2 separate regions of the Muntiacus reevesi genome follow, and region 2 is linked to region 1. The links are chromatin contacts, called in public Hi-C maps. All regions are on one chromosome and are shown on one strand. The core of a region is the stretch at or near the end of the contact, and the rest is flanking DNA. Distances in the headings are between cores, read along the strand shown. Region 1 holds the start of ZNF200 (zinc finger protein 200). Region 2 holds the start of ZNF174 (zinc finger protein 174).

Region 1 (3,740 bases), core at 383-2,882:
ATCTCCAATAATTTGGTCACCTGATGAAAAAAACTGACTCATGAAAGAGATCCTGATGCTGGGAAAGATTGAGGGCAGGAGGAGAAGGGGATAACAGAGGCTAAGATGGTTGGATGACATTATGGACTGGATGGACAAGAGTTTGAGCAAGCTCTGGGAGTTGATGATGGACAGGGAGGCCTGGCGTTCTGCAGTCCATGGGGCTTGGGAGTCGGAAATGACTGAGCAACTGAACTGAACTGATAATAATTCTATTTTGAAAGACTGCCAAACTGTGGCTAACCATCTTTTCTTTTTTTCTTTCACCACACTGTCATGCATGCAATGTCTCAGTTCCCCGACCAGGAACCAAACCAATGGACTGCCAGGGAATTCCCACTAAACATCTTTTCAAATGTCAATATCCTCCTCTATGGAATGGTTCCATGGCCTTTGCTTCAGTCAGTTGGCAGGAACTCTGTATGCTGGGAATGCCTATTCTTTACTTGACTTATCTTGCACAATTACATTCCAGTCTACCACTTGTTTGACTTTATCAATATTATTTTCTAAAATTTCCTTTTTTAATACATTCTCACAAGTTTATATTCTACTCTAAGGCACCTCGGTTTCCTACTCTGCCTCAATATTAAACTTAGCATTCTCGTAAATATTCTTTCATTGGCTATTAAATCCCAATTTGGGGGTATGTAAAGATAGGCGTCTTCCTTTTTCCAGGAAGAACAGGCAACTATTGCTAGTACCAAGCTTAAAAGCCACCCTTTCATACAAGTCGACATATATTCAGATCAATTTTAGCATTTATTGTTCTATTTATTCACTCGTAGTTCAAACTACACAGCTTTGATTGAAGGTTTTTGTTTTTGTTTCCTAATATTTATGTCTGGAAAGACAGGTATTCTTTAACTTATTGCTATACAGTTTTTTGTTTGTGTTTTTTCTTTCTTTTCTTGCCACACAGTTTTGACAGTAGTCTCTTCATAACACATTTTAGACCATGGCTGAATCACCCAGTTTCCGTTAAGAAATGGGATTCCTTTATATTTTCACTTTAGTCATCCTGACTGACAATGACTTTATACAGAGAAATAAGGCAATCTCTGCTCTTGTGTGGCCCAAAATCTTGACTAATACCTCCCTGGAGAATGAACCGAGTATGTGAACTAGGCAGAAAGAATAAACGGAGAACGGAAGCGGAATGGACAATTAGGATTTCTCAGGAAGTAAGATGGCCGGTCCAGACCGCAGTGTAGGAGTTGGCATACAGGGGAGGGGAGCGTCGCCCGGCTCTGACCAACGGGTCGCCCCTACCGAAAGAGACGGCTGTAACAGAACCCTAGACCCGACAGAGGCCAGAACCCACTACCAACTCACCGCCACCTCAGTTTTTTGATAGACCCCAGGTGCTGCGGCGGAAACTGCGGCGGCCTAGCATAGACCTTCCGGTCCTCCCGACAGCCCGCTTCCGGTCGAGCCCTGATCCTGCTCCGCCCCAACCGCCGAGTCTGACGATCTCCCATTGGCTGTGTGGCGCCGAACTACACTTCCCAGCATCCCCTGTAGTTAGCCCTTCCGTACTTGGAGTGGTGCCAACCAGGTTTGGCGGGCTGGAGCTAGCCTTTAGCTTTCCGTCTCCCAGGTACAGCCTCAGAGAAAGCGGATGCTGCCAACCTAGCCTCCCTGCGGTCCTGAAAGTCCTGCTGGTCGGCCTCGAACCTCGCCTTCTGAAGCGCAGACTGCCCGCTCCAAGCGAGGAGACCAGGCTTCCGCACCGGAAACGAGGCACCGGGCGTGACATCACGGCCGCTTAGGCACCCGGTCTCCCAGAAGGCACCGCGTCCCGGTCGTCCTCCCCAACTAACCGCAGCTCACACAAATAATAGCTGGCTGCCAGTGAGGACACCCCGAAGGGCGAGGGTTGGACTGGGCCTCTCACGCCTAGTTTCCCAGTCTCTCCCTGAGTCTGGGTCCGGGGTTGTCCCCAGCGTGCGCCCAGGCACAGCAGAACCCCAGAAGGTGAGGGGCTCCGGGAGGGCGGGAACCAGACTGAGGCGGCCTCAAGGGAGCGAAACAGGGGCCATTGCTGGAGCGCACCCCAGCCAATGCCGCCAGCTGGGCTTTGCGGTGAAGGTGCTCCTTGGCCAGTGGGAGAGGCTGCAGAGTGGGCCTGGCCCAGTAGGCCCTACTGGGATGAAATTTAAATCAGTAAGGATTTAAATCTTTTTAATTTAAATTTAAATTAAAAAAATTTTTTAAATTAAATTTTAAAATTTTAAAATTTAAATCCCTACTGGGATTTCATTTAGAGGCCCCCTGTCCCTCTTACAAGACTTTGAGGGCGGAAAAGAGTGGCTGGCCACATGTAGACCCCTCATGCGGCATTGCGGTTGCTCCTTGGGCCAACTGCCCCCTGAAGGACATCCTAGGGCTGTCCAAGGGCTGCGGTGAGGCCAGATTCAGTGGCCAAGCTGACCTCTAACCAGATGCCCTCGTTATTGAACCTCGGATTTCCTGTCTTTTGGCCCGTTGCTTTTTTTTTTTTTTCCCCAGCGTGAGTGGAACCACTTTTCCTAATGGAGTTTGCGCTTCACATTATCGTGAGGACGACCTTTGGCCTTCTGCCGGTTGTCTTTGCTCCCTTCTGTTTGGCCCTTGAGGTTTGGTCATCTACTTCCTCCATTCGCAGGATATTCCTTTCGGGTCTTACTGAGAGTATCAGGTTAAGGGGTCTTCTTTTCAGTTGTGAGTTCCCTACCCCAGCTTATCTTTCCTTACTGATTTAGATTTCATGTGGCCTCACTGCCCAAGAAACATATTGGAGTAGAGGCATGCTCAGCCTGACCCATGGTTTCTCTCATCTACAGCTGACTGACAGGTTTTCTCCAGTAAGAGGTGGCTCTTGAATCTCTGCAGAAACAAGTGTGGTGTGTTATTTCAAGGCACGATGGCTACAAAAGTGGTCCCTATGCCCCCCAAGCCAAAACGGTCCTTTATACTCAGAGTCCCTCCCAACTCCAAGCTGGGCCAAGACCTACTTCGAGATGCTACTAGTGGACCCAAGACCATCCACCAACTGGTTCTGGAGCACTTCCTCACCTTCTTGCCCAAACCAAGCGTAGTCCAACCCAGTCAGAAAATCAAGGAGACCTTGGTTATTGTGAAGGATGTGAGTTCAGACCTTCAGAATAGAGGTAAGAAGCACATACTGTTTCACTAGAAGAAAGTGGGTGGTACCAGGGATTGAGCTAGGCTTCCATAGTAATAGTGAATTGAAGTTAGGAAGGTGGGTGTTGAAAAAAGGAGTTGATTCCAGTAAGTCAACATGCCAGAAAGAGGAAGGGAGTATTATTTTTTTCCTCAAGCTGGGTTTGAGTGATTTGCTAAGTGTGTGTAAAGCTGTAGAATAGACTAATGTTTTTTGTAGTGTCACTTTTACTGATACATTTTGGGAGGGGGAATCTTTTTTTTCTTTTGCCACGACATGCAGCATGTGGGATCTTAGTTCCCCAACGAGGGATCGAATCTGCACCTCCTGCATTAGAAAGATGGAGTCTTATACTCTGAACTGCCAGGGAAGCCTGGGGAATATGTTTTTAGGATAAAGAAATGTCAATGAATTATTGAATTGGCTTCAGCTTATGTGGAATCTTGTTAACTTTTGTGCTTGCTGTGGACATCTTCAGACTTTACCATACCCCAACCTTCCCCTTAGTGGTAATGGAAATTTAAAAGATGCTTAG
Region 2 (3,740 bases), core at 904-3,403, 150 kb before region 1:
GCTCAACAACAGTAATAACTGTTGTTGCCTGGAAATTTCTGATAATGTTGGGGGCGGGGGGCGGTGGGGGCAGGGTCTGGGGGGTAGGTGTCAATCTTGATAGAGACTGCTGAAACTCTCAAAGGAAGCAAAGGGAAGGATGTGTAAAATGACCAAAAGGAACCTGCTCCAAATCAGCCAATACTTCCTGAGTAAATGTTCCCACAGCTTGGCCCATTCTCAAGGTCTGGGTCATCAGAGAGCAGGCACAAATATCAGGGTCAACCAGGACACCCATGCAGTAGGTCCCTACCCTATACTGCCCTACTGCTGGAAACAGGCTCTGTAGGATTAGGAAGCAGTATGGGAAGAGGGAAGAGGTGGTTTTTAATAAACCACCCTTATCTATAAATTATTCTGCCCAAGACACTCCTGATTAAGGAAATCTAAGTAGTGATAGGGCTCTAAGAGAACTGCCCTAACCCTGTTCCTTAACTGCTTCCTCCCTAGACCCCTACTGGGATCTAACTTGAGGGTGGGAGTTGGAAGGAATACTGGTCAATTGAGCTGGAGTTCCCTGAGTCAAAGGCAATATGCTGGGACAAGAGCTAATAAAATGCCCCCCAAATCAAATTCCTCTTGTCTACCAAGAATCTTGATTGTAGGAAAGAGGGATGGGTGGGGGGAGATCTGTCAGCAAAGATTCAAGAGCTCTACTTTCTCACTGGAGTGCCTGTGGCTGCTGTTTTCTGAAAATTTGTTACACCTCCCCTCCCCAGCAGGGGTGAGGGGAGTAGGGTTCCAAACAGAGGCCAGAAGCAACGTTTGAAATTCTGGACTCCTCTCTCTAGGGAGGGGTCCAGAGACCAAACACGAACCAGATGAAAGAGAAATCCTGGGGACGACAACAAAGTACCCTCCTTACCCACTGCTTTGGTCCCTTGGCTGCTCGATGAAAATCTTCCACAAGGGTCACGATCTCCTTGCTGCTCACTGGACATCGATGCCTGGCCCGAGCCTGGATCTCTGCGGGCAGGATGTTCAGGAACTGCTCCAGCACCAACAGCTCCAAAATCTGCTCTTTGGTGTGCACCTCGGGCTGCAGCCACTGACGGCACAGCTGCCGGAGGTGGGAGAGTGCCTCCTGGGGTCCAGATGCCTCTTGATAACAAAACCGTCTAAAACTCTGGCGGGAGAGCTCAGGATCGGGCCAGTCTTTTTGCAGAGGGGGCTCCCGTTTTTCTTCTAGCTTTGCTATTATATGTCTCTCCTGCTTGGAGGAAGCCTGAATATGGGACTGCGAGCTCAAAGTTATCTCCATCTTAGCCGCCATTTTTGGGCTCAGGAGCCAGCTTCTCTCTCCTGGTAAACAGGTCAAGCCTTCGGGACCATGGCCCGAATACTAGAAAGATGCTAGAAACGAAGGTCCTCTGAGGATGTTGGAAAGGAAAGGATGCAGACAGAGGCTCCTCGTTCGCTGGCCTTGATCCCAAACTCCTGACGACAACACAGTCCCTTGGAGTGGGAAGTTTTTTGTTTTCCTGCCAGCGTCTTGAACTGTCTTGCAAAGGCGAAAAGTCATAATGTCCTAAAAGGAAACTGGGGAAAATAGTGCTTTCATTTTAGCGTCAAGCACAACAGGTCTCAGGGGAAATGCGCTGGCAGGAATGGGCTGGCAGGAATTCCTGGGAAAAGTTGAGACTGTCATCCAGGTAGCCTACACCAGCTCTCTCGCATCCTCCTCAGGCCGACCTCCAGCATCTCGCCGCGCTACAGGGCGAGCCCAGGCAAGCCCCGGCGCACGCCGAGGGTTGGGAGTTAGCGGAAACCTCCTGCGGGCGAGCAAGGTACACGGTGGCGCGCCGGTTGCTCGCCCCCGAGGTACCGAGGCCCAGCCGCTCCGGCCTCTGAGGACGCCGGGCTTCGCGCCCCAGCTGGCCCGAGCTCCACGAAGCTGCAGCACTCTGGCGCGCGGCTCGATTACGTGGCCGATGCGAACTGGGGGTGGCGCCTGCGACGACAGCGCGATCGACAGCCCTGCAACCCGCGCCCACCTGCACGCGACTCACCTCTCTGGGGACCCCGGAGCCACGGCTGGGGGCGGGGCAGAAGCCTCTTGTCGCGGACACTCCCAAGAGCTGCCGTGGAATTCTGTCACGGGAGGGCCCGCCTCCTCCGCAGAGGGGTTGGCTCCTCGGAAGCGTCCTAGCTCTCCTATTGGCTTCTGAGTCTACCGATGCTGGCCGCTGTCGCAGTGCAAGCCGGGAGTTGCAGTCCGTTTGCACGATTCGCGAGCAAGCGCAGTGGACCGATTCGAGCCCGCGCTCTGGGCGCCGACTTCCGGCGCCGAGGCTGAGCGAGTCTGGAGTCGCGCGTGCGCCTACCTTTGAGCGCTCAGCTTCCTTGCGGCCCGGGGGTCTTCGCTGGCAGTCGTCGCAGAGGCGGTTGGGCCAGGACTGTCCCGATCCCTGTGCCCGAGCGCAGACTCCCTCCGGCCAGTGACCCTGCCCATCTCGCCCCCGCTAGTACAGCGGCAATCCGCGGACTTGTTTCCTAGTCTTCAGCCGCAGATCCTAACCCTAGCCCGGGGCATCCTGGATGACGAGTGAAAAGTTAATCGGCCCGACTCCCCATCCTCGTTCTACTTTCCGCTGAGCGTACACATTTTTGAGACAGGAGTATTTTTAAATGAACTATGAATGGGATATTAGGAATCAATTAGAGTGCAGGCTCCGCCTTCTGCATGGAACTAGGGTAGCATTCATTGAATTATTCTTCATCGAGAGAAGGTGTGGGGTGTATGGAAAGGTGTAAGGCAAGGAGTGTAGTTTCTAGTCTTTGCCTTGCTGCTGAGAAACTATGCTCTGTGATGCTCCTTCGTTAAAAAGCACTGCTCACAGTACAGTGCTTTGGAAGAAAGGCAACCTGAATCCGTTTTTTACTCCTATAAACGGACTCGGGCCTTTGGAGGAGGAGTGGAATGGAAAACGGCACCTAATTGCAAAAAACTTCTGTCTTACATCCTCCCAGTTTAGCAATTTCCAGGAAATTTGGAACTTTTCTCACCTCAGCTGTATGTAAAATCCCAGAGAATTCTGACAGGCCCAGCCTATGTGAGTTGCCCACTCCTGGGGTTGGAGGAAAGGTACTGTAATGAATAGCCCCACCAGAGACAATGGAATAGAAAGGGACTTTTTCACAAAGGGAGAAGATGCTTCTGTCAGAAGTGGAGAAGGAATGCTGGGAAATAAATGCATTTCTTATCCACACTGTGTGTGTGTGTGGTGGTGGTGGTGGTGGGAGGAGGGTGTGATATTAATGAGGTTGATACTTTTCCCTCCTAAGAAAAGGAGGAATTGGGAAGCTGGATCCAAGCTTCTGAGGGTAGGCAGGACAGGGACAAGCCACAGGCACGTGGGGAGCATGAGTAGGGACAGATGGATGACCCTGTGAGGAACCGTTTGGGGAATTCACCCACAGAAATCAGGCTAGCGAGAAAAATTATGCTTTTTGATATTTTTGGTGCTTTGGCTCCTTGGATTGGAGAAGGAGTAAAAGAAAGGACAGAAATAAACAGTAAGAACTAGAGTGAAGGAATAGGGGATGATTTTATGTTTTGTTTTGTTTTGTTTCCATTCTTCTCAGCCTTGCTTCAAAGTTGAGCCTTTTTCAACTATGAGTCTGAGTCTCCCCATCTATGACAGGCTCAGGTCTCTGATTCCAAAAAGACATATTTCACTGGTATCCAGGAGACCTGCTTC

What was found. Hi-C and Micro-C count contacts between places; a contact is called where the count stands out from the background.
Region 2: a contact with region 1 is called in a Hi-C map of muscle, with 4 times the contacts expected there. The contact joins the promoter of ZNF174 here to the promoter of ZNF200 in region 1. A contact is called at or near these places in 2 of 3 Hi-C or Micro-C datasets (blood and muscle).

The regions. Positions count from the first base shown.
Region 1 is chr2:182,004,590-182,008,329 of mMunRee1.1, reverse strand. ZNF200 (zinc finger protein 200) reads left to right here and starts at 1,632. Exons shown (of 5, transcript XM_065924188.1): 1 at 1,632-2,016; 2 at 2,865-3,191. The coding sequence starts at 2,945. It overlaps LOC136160480 (a long non-coding RNA gene), which reads right to left and starts at 1,444. Exons shown (of 3, transcript XR_010661625.1): 1 at 1,375-1,444.
Region 2 is chr2:182,159,467-182,163,206 of mMunRee1.1, reverse strand. ZNF174 (zinc finger protein 174) reads right to left here and starts at 2,153. Exons shown (of 5, transcript XM_065924183.1): 1 at 2,049-2,153; 2 at 905-1,578. The coding sequence starts at 1,312.